Linked DNA regions of Mus musculus: region 2 is linked to region 1. Evidence: chromatin contacts called from public targeted proximity ligation data. All regions are on one chromosome and are shown on one strand. The core of a region is the stretch at or near the end of the contact, and the rest is flanking DNA. Distances in the headings are between cores, read along the strand shown. Region 1 holds the start of Papss2 (3'-phosphoadenosine 5'-phosphosulfate synthase 2). Region 2 has its middle 110 kb from the start of Mir3970.

Region 1 (6,172 bases), core at 945-3,444:
GAGAGACAGAGTCTGAAGCATCTCAGAGTTTCAGTGTTCAGGCAAGCACAGTGCTAGGAAACACTGGCTAATATGCCCAAACGTAGGTCACAAGCAGTTGTTTCCTGACACACCTGTCTGCCTTTGAATTCATGCGCCTGAAATACAGTAGTACTTCTGGTTTACCCAATAGAGGGCTGGAGAGAGGTCTCAGCAGTGGAAGGTACTTGCTGTATAATAATGAGACCTAGAATTCAGATCCCAGCATCCTCTAACAAGGCAGGCATCCAGCAAACACCCATAACTGTGGCTCCCAGGAATCCACTACTCCCTGCTGGCTTCCACATGTGCACAGATGTGCACCTTACACACACACACACACACACACACACATGCATGTATACTTATGTACACATACACACAAATAAAATTTATGAGTTGGGAGGGGGTATGTTGGGGTAATATGGGAGGAGTTGGAGGGAGAGGTGAGGGGTAGATATGGTCATACTTCATTGTTTACATATATAAATTTCTCAAAAATAAATATTTTATTTTTAGAGATATATTTATTTTTATTTTTTGTGTATGAGTGTTTTGTCTGTCTGTCTGTAAGTGTACCATGTATATGCCTGGTGTCTGTGTGCTGTGGACGGGCCTGGTGCAGTTCTTGTGAACCAATCCCCTAATGAATAAAGGAGCCAATCACTGGGCAAGTAGGAGGGACTTCTGGGTTGGAGGGCGGAAGGAAAAAGGCAGGAGATAGTTCCTTTTTGGAATGGGGACAACATCAGGGTGAGATGTAACTGCTAGAGTTTCCCATTATCATGGAGGATCCACAAGGATTCACCACTGGAGGAATCGGATTATAATAAGGCTTACAAGATTAGGTTTCAGTTGTTGCGTCCAGAGTTAAGTTACCATTGTTCCTGAACTTAGTTTGTGTTGGCGGTTTCCTTCATGTGGTGGCTCATCTGGGTTCAAAGAGTAGCAAAGAGTGGGTCTGCACCTGATGTGTACCACAAAGGTCGTGGGGAGGGGGGGCGGGGAGGGAGAGTTGAAGCGTGGGGCTGGCGTGGTAACGACCAGCCAGTAGAAACTTAGCGAGCTGGGTGGAATGTTTTGGGAGCTCAAGGCCAGAGAGTCTCCACGAAATAAAACAGGTCGGCCATTGCCTGCCAGTGCATGGCCAACCAGGCAGCTGGGGCGAGCCGGTCGTTTTTTAATATTTCCCGCAACACACAGGCCTGAAGAGAGTGTCAGATGACCTGGAACTGGAGTTACAGACAGTTGTAAGCTCACATGTGGATGCTGGGGACAGAATCCAGGACCTGAACCTCTGAGATGTTTCTCCAGGCTAAGAAATATTTTAAAGTGTGTTTAGTTGTAGATTTGAATACAGTTTATGGCTAAAAACCTGAGACAGGTGATTTATATATGTCCAAACTCAGCAAAAGAAACACATCTAATATCAAACATTTGTATAATAATTATATTTCAATTAAGCTGCTGTAAAAATTAGTGTGTTATATCAAATAAATAATATTAAACAAAATTTAAACTTCAGAGAGGAATCTAAATTAATTGTGATAAGACTACTATTATTTAACCACTATTTAATCCTGGCTATTCACTTCTTACTGAAGTAGGAATGACCTGTTTGGTAATTAAATTGTTTACTTACATGATCTTGTTTTATTAAGTAAACTAACCAGTTACAAACCTAAATATACCACCAGTTACATTACCTTTTCGTATATATAACTTTGTGTTTATACCTTGGTTATAGAATCATACTATTTTTAAGCTACTTTATCCCTTTAAAATTAAAAAATAAAAATTATTAAGCACCAGCTATTTACTAAGAATTGTAATAATTTGGAGTGTCAGAAGGCAGCCCAGACACACAACCAGTAAGGCCACTGCTGAAGCTTTCTACTATACCAGCAGGAAGTCTGCAACAAAAACTGTTGAGACCATAGCAGCAAAACGTCAGACACCTGGATAAAGTTGCCAGATTTCAAGGGCTTACTTACTCTTTTATGGTTCATTTTGAAATTTGCAGACATGATAATTCTTCAGAGTTTAGGTAACTTCCTCCAAGACATGATATCTGATGTTGAGAATACTCGGTTACAAACTGGCTTTGCTGGCCATTGGGGTGAATGAATGAGCTGCAGAGTCTGTGAAGGTCTGTGAGGTGGGTGTGAATGGGAATGGGGAAGAGAAGGCAACCTCACACTCCAGAACCCTGAATTCAGACTTTCTACTGCAGCACCCTCCCCCTCTATCAACCAATGAGCAAGGACTCTTTTTTTTTTTTTTTTTTTTTTTGGAACCCTGCCATTCCTCTTCTGGCTGGCACAACTCACAAATTCTAGTGTGGAAGGAAAGGCCAATGATCTACGGAGGTCAGCCTGCACACTTTAATAAACTGCTTGGAGAAAAACAATAACTAAAACATACCTACACATATATACCTAATCACCTCTGTTATTAATTTTTTTAAATCTATACTGGAATCTATAAAGGAATAAATTATTCCTTATTTTCTAGCTCAGGAAGTACGGACCATGATGTCCTCTGGGTGCCTACCCAGCATGTAGTTTTGATGGGATAAGGTGTGGGCTCCTGACAGGCAGAGGCAGTGCCCCATGAGTTCTTGTCATTATACCAAGCCAACAGGACATTGGTAGAATTAAAAAACTTCCTGAAATGCCCAAGGAAAGACACAAGAGCAGAGAACCTCATATCATATGGTAAATGGACAGATGGTGACATGTTCATAGCTCTTCGCTTATATCCCAGAGACTTCTTGATGTCCCCATCTGAGTGTCTCTGGATGACAAAACACAGAGAAAAAAAAAAAAACCAACAACCCGTGCTTTTCTGAAGATTTTATAGACAAAGCAAAACAAAACAAAATATGAACTTGGCATTTCTTTTCCTAAAAACATTAAAATGAAGGTGCCACATGGGTCGAGGAGATTCCTCAATCAAGAGAACAAACTGAAACAAGACAAAATGTCCTTAGGTTTCTTCATTCGCCTGTGGTAAAGATGGAACCAGACAGAAAGAGCAAAGATGCCATGGCCTAAAGACATGCTCGTCTCCTGCCAGTTCAACTTTCAGCTATGCTTTGAAAATGGGAAACCCTGCCTGAGTCTGCAAAGGATTTCTGGGGATTTAGAAATATTGGTTAAACAAATGGAGCCATTTGGGAACCTTTAAACAGAAAACATGACTCCAGGACAAGGCTTTAGTGACAACTGTGATTGTATATGCTCGTTCCTTTTAGAAGGTGTGACCCTGTTGGAGTGGGTGTGTCACTGTGGGTGTGGGCTTTAAGACCCTCATCCTAGCTGCCTGGAAGCCAGTATTCTGCTAGCTGCCTTCAGATGAAGACATAGAACTCTCAGCTCCTCCTGCACTGTGCCTTCCTGGATGCTACCATATTTCTGCCTTGATAATAGACTAAACCTTTGAACCTATAAGCCAGCCTGAATCAAATGTCCTTATAAGAAGTGCCTTGGTCATGGTGTCTGTTCACAGCAGTAAACCCTAACTAAGACCCAAGGTTAGATATGAGTTTGTGGAAGCTAGATTTCTTTCTTCATTGAGCTACCAAAACCTCATACTTGAATCCTTTTAGTTCATGCCTCTAATCTTAACACCCAGGAAGCTGAGGCAGAAGGATTGCTATGAGTTTGAGGCCAGTGTGATTGACAGAGTGAGACTTGGTGAAATAACGCAAAACCAACCACACAAATCAAAACAAAGAAACAAGCAGAAATGATGGAAACAGCAAGCACCCAACTGTCAATCAACAAAAAAACCATGGAGATAAACCATGATGACTATGCAATGGAATCCTATACAGCAGTGACAGTAACCAAAGGACACATCTGTTAAGGACAGATCTTACAAATACGTCACTACAATAAGATAGTCACAGATCATATACTGTAAGATTCCATTCATCTTATACCTCATGAACAGCCGAAGCAAATAATCCACAGAGTTCAAACCATGACAGACACACCGAGTATCTGACTGTATTAGACTGTGAACGAGACCTGCCACGGGTACGTGACAAGTACTCCCTTGAGATTCTGGGGCAGTCTTAGGAGGCTTGACTCTAACCTGAAAAATGTGGCTTATCATTGAGGCTACAACCGCAATGCCAGCATGGTCTATCCTACTGTCTAACAACTTAATGGACACATTACATTACTGCTCTCAGACATACAGGCAATAGGAAACTTTTTACAGCCACACTCCTCTAAATCCAGACACAAATCCGGCTCCTCGGGGTGAAGACTAGAGTATTAATGATAGCAACAACAACACACTCAAACAGGATTAACCCAGTACTCTGGCTTCAATCTTCACTGATCACACACAATTAAACAACTGAGCAACTCCAGTTTTTAACATGGTCTTATACACTATGGTTGTAAATAAGCCCAAAATGGTTGTGCAGGCTACAGCTCACCGTTATTCTCCCCCACTGGCACATCATAGACAAAAGCCATTGCAACTGAAGAAGCTTAAAATAGCTGGTAATGACACCCTGGGTTTAAAACTTCTCAAATCCGCGAAGACAAAACATTTTCAACCACAATTCTGCAGGCACGCGGAGCAGCCACTTAACTCTCTATTGCAAATGCACACTGACAGTACACTACTACTCCTAGGCTGGTGGCAGAAGCCTGGTGAGCCAAGACATAGTCGCTGGCACTTACAGTGAGACCATAGTTTCTGAAAGCATCCTTGTAGGCCCATGTGGGGTTAGGTCACATATGAGCAGCTACACACCTTGAAATGTTCAGCCCCATTCTCAGACCCTAACAGGAAAAGCTCAGATAATACCTGGGGGCTTCAAGCTCTCGTTGCTCTCCATCCTGAGTGGAGAGGCTAGACTTCCAGATAGTTCTCCGTCACATGTTCATCTCTACTTCAGAATGTCCCACACTGCTGACAATTTCCTACACCCTTCCTTCCTTCCTTCCTTCCTTCCTTCCTTCCTTCCTTCCTTCCTTCCTTCCTTCCTTCCTTTCTTTCTTTCTTTCTTTCTTTGTTTCTTTCTTCTTTTTCTTTTTTTCTTTTTCTTTCTTTCTTTTTTTTTTTTTTTTTTGGTGTTTGGAGACAGGGTTTCTCTGTGTAGCCCTGGTTGTCCTGGAACTCACTTTGTAGACCAGGCTGGCCTCAAACTCAGAAATCCGCCTGCCTCTGCCTCCCGAGTGCTGGGATTAAAGGCGTGCGCCACCATGCCCAGCTCTACACACTCTTTTTTATGATAGTTCCTGTCATCTACCCACAGGGAAGGACGTAGAGAAACGTCACCGCCCCCACTTCTAAAATCCACACTGTCTACATCTTTACTTGAAGCAGATGGCTTGACACCAGAGGTGGGAGTTTTCTGCACTTTTTCATGCTTGTGTGTGGTGAGCATTTTTTTTTCTTTTTTGAAACATTTTTAAATGTCATATTTCATATTTGTTGTCTAATATGATCTTAAGGACTTAATCCTAAAACTTAAATAATTCCAATGGATTTGAGGTGGGAAATCTTCCCAGAATGAACTTGCTTTGTTTTGTTTTTTTGTTTTTTTTACACCATCATGCTATATAGTACTATCCTTTCTTGAATTCACTGTGTAGCCCAGGTTAGCCTCAAATTTGTTATCATGTTACCTCTTCAGCAGTGCTAGCATAACAGGCGCGTGCGACAAGACTGGAAAACCACTTGTTGCACAGGCACAAGGACCCAAGCTTAGGTCCCCGGCAACTAAGGTGGAGATCAACTGTGGAAGGCATTGGATGCTGAACTCTGGCTTTCACGTGCATGTAAGCCCACATGTCCATACATGAGCAAGTATACAAACTTACTGCACATATGAGTGGTGACTTAGGAGCTGGGGAAACGTCTTAGTTGGTGAAGTCCTTGCTGTGTAAACATGAAGATTCAAGTTTATTTTTTAGCATTCATATAAAAATATTCAGGCATGGTGGCACATGCCTGTCAGGGGATGCTGGGGAGTCAGAGTCAGGAGAATCCTTAGGGCTTGCTGGCCAGCCAGTCTAGCCAAACCAGTGATCTCTAGGTTCAGTGAGAGAGCTGTCTTCCTTCTGGCCTCCACATGTACATGCGCACATGTATACACACACAAACATGAACACACCACACATATGGG
Region 2 (6,172 bases), core at 1,433-3,932, 650 kb before region 1:
TTTGCAGCAGTATCTCCATTATTCCTGCCCCCTGCTGGTGTTTTTCTCTCTGCGGTGGATCAATGCTTCTGATAAGGAGCTCACACTTAGTATTATAATTTTGTGAGACATAAATCCCTAAACTCTACAAAACAACTATTGTGTCTCCATGCTTTGTAGATGCAGAAACTGTGATGTGTATCCATTAGCAGAAATAGGAGAGCTACTTAGAATTCAAATTCCCCCAAGACTGTACTGCCAAATGCTATTTCCAGGTTTTTTATCAGAAAAACTCTTTAAGGCTTTAGAGGAAACCTGTGGATTTCAGCTAGACCTGATCTCTTTCCTAAAACATTCAGTTGTGTTTTTAAATGTGAATGGAAAAAGGAAGCTGTATTTATATCCTTTTCTCCTTTACCAGATCATTTAGAAAGATTATGCTACATAAATTTTGCAAGTATGACTTAATGGGCTCCTTCCAAAAGCCACTGGTGGTGTGGAAGAAGGAAGGAAAGAAAATGTCTTAAATCTGAGTTAATTATTACTGTGAATTTTAATGGTAAACCACAAAGCTTCCCAGTTCTCCTGGGGAAGCCAACATGCTGGAGTAGCCAAAACTGTAGACTACCTCCCACCTTGAGCTTGAGAACAATGAAACATTGATGGTTTGCTAGTGGCCCTAGATGGCTGCAGTCCAGCGCTTGTTAGGTAGCCACTAGGGTTTGACTCAAACCTGTGCTTGCTGTGTTTTCAGGGTGTGATGCCTGTTCTATTATGAATGTTGCTTTTGAGTTATGGAGTGGGTGGCCCTGCCTGTGAGGTTGAGGTGCTTGTCCCCTCATCTGGATCCTCTTCCCAGCTCAGCAGTGAAATTTTACTTGACCTTGGACACTTAAAAACCTCAGGTTTGCCTTATCTATAAATAGTCCTCACAGTCCCTTTAGTTCCTAAAGTTACCACACATTTGGTTTCTGTTGTTTTATTTTTTTTAATATACTCCTTCTTGATATTATATTAGGACTTCTGAATACAGACTTCATAGTATATTTAAGAAAAAATGTATATTATCAAATACAAATAAATATGTAATATATATTATCAATGAAAGAAACAAAAGCAAGCTGTATATATCCATCAAGAAAGCCTAAGAACTTTAATCTGCTATACCTCAGTTGTTTGTCCAAGCCCTGTGGGGACAGTCTGAAACACCTTAAGCTGTCATGCCCAGGGTGGAGAGCCGCTGTGGAGTGTTTCTGTCTCATTTGGCTGAAACAGAAAAGAGGTCTCCAACGGCAAAACAACTAGGACTCCCTTCACAAATATTAAGGATTGTGCTGAGAACATGTTTTATCAGAGAATTTTATTAGTGATGGCACATAGTATATTATCCATACATTAATCCCCTGAATTTACTAATGTCGTGATTTGATACCTTTTGTGTTTTATTTGTTTTCTGCAAGATAACAACAGTTATTAGGAGGGGCTTTTGTAATCGAAATGTAAATAGCATGTTCTCTATCTGTTCCAGTGTTTTCTCTTAAGAGACAGTGAAGGAAAAAAAGACTTAAATTTATAAGGTCATGAAGCTAGAGACAGTCACATAGAATTTAAGAGCCTTGAACTTATCACCTTTGATTAAGAACTTTTATTTCCATAAGTTTCCTAAAAAACATCAGACGTTCTGTTGCTGTTCTGCAGGCCAGCATTGTGATGAACATTTCAGAGCTTATTTGCACCTCTACAGCATCAGAGCGCAATCTCCACCCAATGAGCACTGAACCCTACCTGCTCTGTGTCACTATGGTGCTTTTACAAGCATTGCTCCAATGCTTTTGAAGATATGTGGTAGTTTTGTGTGTGCCTCTTGTCACTGATACGTAAAGTCCTTGAGGACAGAGGATATCTTGCTTATTTGTATCTTTATTATTATTTCCCCCACAAGAACTTAATATAGTCCTTAGCAGATGACAGCACTCAATATGTCCTGGTTAGTTTTTTGTCAACTGGACATAAGCAAGAGTTAGCTGGAAAGACTGAATCTCAATTAAGAAAATGCCTCCAGTATATTTGCCTGGAGACAAATTAGTAGGGCAATTTCTTGATTAATATAATTGATGTAAGAGGATCCAGCCCTTTTCAGGTAGAGCCAATCCTGGAGAGGTGATCCTGGGTGCTATAAGAAAGGAGGCTGAGGACATGAGGAAGAGCAAACCAGAAAGAAGTGTCCCCCTGTGGTTTCTGCTTTAGTTCCTGCCTCCATGTTCCTACTCTGACTTCCCTTAGTGATTGTGATCAGAGAGTTGTGAACTGTAATAAATCCTTCTTCCAAAGTTCCTTTTGCTCATGTTATTTTATCACAGTAATAGAAACCCTAACTAAGACAATAAGTATCTATTAAACTGCAGTAAAATGACTATTTATACAGATGATATCATTCAAGTATAAGAAGTATGTACAGACTTGGGTAAATTTTAGAGCCAAGCACAGAATGTTTCTGTTCCTTGCTTCTCAGCCACTACTGCACACCCTACTTTCATTCCCACACTTTTAAACAGGCACTTCTTGCTTTTTTTTTCACAAGGGAGAAAAATCTGCTAAGCCTACCCATATTGAGATGTAATCGACTTTGTTATGTTTCCCCTGAGTGACCTAATCTCCTCTGTTTATTTGAGTTCTGGGTGATTCCAGGTTGGGTTTTATAACTTTCATTAAGGAGTTAGTTGACCTTGGGGGAAGTTTTCAGGTTAATCATATACCTGACCTCTCTCCATTCTAACCATTGAAAACAAACACAAAGGGTCATGGGACTGTTACAGCATTCTTAATGGATCCTCAGTAGACTCCTAAAGAATAATATCCCTGCTGAACCACAATGTGAGAACATAGCTTTAAAAAGAAGATGAAGTTATAACTTTCTATTACTTCTCCAGACGTACTGAAGAAACTACCCACAGAACACACTGATCTACAGAATCAGCTCAGTATGTTTTTCTTCCAAGCATGCCACCCAAATTTCACAGAAAAGGGTCAACAAAGATTTCTGCTGTCGTTTGCATAGTTAATATCTCCCAAAAGCTCTTGTTTTAAAGGCATGCTCCCCAGGGTAGAACTTTTAGTAGATGAGGCCTAAGAAAAGGTCTTTAGATTATTGACAGCATGCTCTGCAGGAAATTTTAGGAGCCCCAACTCCTTCCTGCTCCTATTTTGATTCCTGACCATGGGGGAACGTTTTGCTCTGCCACAAACTCTTTGCCATTGCTGCCTGACTCTGCCCCCAAAAGTTCAATAGCAGTAGTCAGGCTTGGGGGTTCATGAGATTTTTACTGTATCATTTAGAGGAAGTAGTTCCTGTTTAGAAATCAGGATTTCTAAGTCCCTAGAATTTTGGGAACAACTTGGGAGGGATAAAGGTGGGATTTCTTACACATCTAACTCTTGGTTCCCATGATTACATACTCATTTAGAATATAGACTAAGCCTGGGATATGGCACCCTTTCCTAACAAAAAAAAAAGCCCCACATTTATACTATCATACCACAATTTTACTATCAGTGGGCTGATTTATCACATAGTCTGGCAACACTTAGAGCATGTGAAAATCAAACTAACACTATTTATTCATTGCCTGTGAGGTGGAGAGAAGTATACTGGGTATGGTGCATAACCATAGATCCTAATTTTAAACCCTAATAATGAAGCAGTTACTTGAAAAACTCATTTTATCTATACAGATGAAGAGTCTGAGTCTTTTCTTTGCCGTTGTCACACACAGTGAAATTCAATAATCACACCTGCCTTTGAACTTGGACCCTTTCTGCTCTATCACCAGGTTACCAATTATAAAATGCTATTTAATTTTAAATGTGTGTGTGTGTGTGTGTGTGTGTGTGTGTGTGTGTGTATGATAGTTACATGAATGAAATAAAGTGACATAAAAAAAGAAATTCTTTATATTTAGACACTTTGTAGTAGATTATGTTTCTGGGAAGTTGCTCACCTAAAATGAGGAAGAACTTGATTCTGCCCCAGCTATGATCTGTCTCTTACAGTGGGAAGCAAGCCCATATCTATGCATTAGTGCCATTTCCAGCTCGCCATTTTCAGTTAGGGTACCTGCCCATATTTGGGCCCCAGTTGTAGTTCCCCATTTGAGATTGGGGATCTACTCTGGCTCCCGCTTCAGTTCACCATTTGAAGTTAAGGAGTATACCCCATATTTCAGTTCCAACATCTGGTCTCCATTTGAGGCTTGAGAACACACTGAGACTTCAGCTCCCACCCATAAGGGGTCATCCTAAGGGGTCAGGGAGTCTGCAGAGAATCTGGCCTCACCCCAGTCTCCACTCAAATCTTGACCTTCTTTACAGATCTCCCTTGTTTATATAATACCCAAGGTCAACATAATAGCCCTCCATGGTCCCTCTCTGTTTTGGCCCCTTTTGTCTTGCCTTTTTTTTTTTCTATAATCTATTGTCTTCCTTGCACTGCTCCTTAAAAACACACTATCCTAATTATAGGTTTCTATTACTCAGCCTCCAGAGAGAGGAGACTGTTCTATACTATTTGAGTGCATATCGTTTCCCATCTCTTTTCAGTCTACCTTTAAGCAAAACTCTCACATCTCGACTCCCACCTGTTTTCTCTACTACTGTTCCTCCTATGTGTATCCCTCTCTTCTATTTCCTATATAGCAACTTAAGAGTGGTCACTAATCCGGTTATGACTTTTTTTTCCTCTATGTTTCCCACTCATGTCCTTAATAACACACAGGACTATTGGTATGCTTTTATTCCTCAAAACAATTGATATTTAAGGAATGACTGTTCTATAGTCAACTGGCACTCTATTCATGGTGGAGTTGATACTGGACAGAGACGGTGGTTTTAGACGGTAGTCAATATAAAGTAGAGGTCTGGGGAAATGGTCTGGTGTCTTGGAAACAAACCAGTGAGAAAACACCAATCCTATGGCAAATGACAAGTTTGCCTGTAGCTGTATCTACTTAGACCTAAGTTATATAATATAGAGATGTATAGTGGAGACCCTCATATTAGGATCTTAGCTAAGTGTTGTAGGTGTGTGTATTGGTGTGAGCAAACATAAAACTAATTGCTTATAGCAGGCATGGTTAAAAGGGAGCATAAAAACAGAGAAATTAAAAGGAAAGTGCAGAATCATGTGGAATGTGAAGCAGGCCATGAAAAGAAACCCCCAGAATAAAAAAAAAGGGGGGTACCACTCATGGAAGAATGGAAACAAAAAGAGTGCTGGAAGACAGTGAGAGGCTGAGATAAGAAAAGCCCAGGAAACAAGAAAATCAGAAAGAAGAGAGTGAAGAACTCGGCCATAGAAGTACAGTGTAAGGAAAACTAGGTCAGGAATTCTAATTGTTCCAGATTGAGAAGAGAGGAATGCAGAGGAATTGAAGCAATAGAATCTCTTCTCAATCCAACAGGATGCTGAGTATTAAACTTTTATTCAAGTGAATATCCAATTCTTAAACATGAATTAAAGAGAAACAAAATTCACTTTCAGAGTCAAATTTTGGCATGTATGTGTATATTTGTATTTATGTATGTATGTAATTATACTTTAGAGACTTATACTTTGTATCAGTAAACCACTTGCTTTTCTTCTGAAAATGTTAACAAAATTCTACATTCTACATATAAACAAATATTAACTGCTTTTCAATTTACATGTTATATTTTTGACAACAGTGAGGATGCTCCCTCTAGGAAAGAGCTTCTCCACAGGATCTCTAGTCCAAAGAGATGCCCCTACCTCCTGCCATATTATGCAAGCTTGTTACTGCTGCCAAAGCATTTGGGAAGGTATCACCACAAAGTATATTAACCTTTCCGCCTCTTCTACAAGACGCCGTTTCTGTCCTCACATGAAGCACACATGAAGCTTTAAGTTGGCTGAGGAGGTAAACGAAGGCATCATTTCTAGGAGCTGTCCTTCTATGAAGTCCCGTTTAGATACCTTTCTGTGCACAGAATAAACTCCCTAACATTAGAAAGCAGCCATTACATCTTGGGCCCAATATGATGCATGTTTGATATTGTAATGCTTCAGAAGTCAATTTCTCCAGAAATATGTCCCAGTCACTTCACACAACAAAGAAGAGCACCCCTCGCTGCTGTGCCTACCACGGAGGATGTGAAAGAAGCAAGCACACTCACACTT

Evidence for each region.
Region 2: a contact with region 1 is called in a targeted proximity ligation map of kidney, with 3 times the contacts expected there. A contact is called at or near these places in 4 of 39 promoter capture datasets (the C10 cell line, cranial neural crest, embryonic stem cells and 1 more), 2 of 130 datasets of targeted methods (kidney and large pre-B cells) and 1 of 9 other capture datasets (embryonic stem cells).

What each region holds. Positions count from the first base shown.
Region 1 is chr19:32,616,027-32,622,198 of GRCm38.p6, reverse strand. Papss2 (3'-phosphoadenosine 5'-phosphosulfate synthase 2) reads right to left here and starts at 2,194. Exons shown (of 13, transcript NM_011864.3): 1 at 2,013-2,194. The coding sequence starts at 2,045.
Region 2 is chr19:33,268,336-33,274,507 of GRCm38.p6, reverse strand. It overlaps the pseudogene Rnls. Among named protein-coding and RNA genes, the nearest start is that of Mir3970, 110 kb to the right of the region's middle.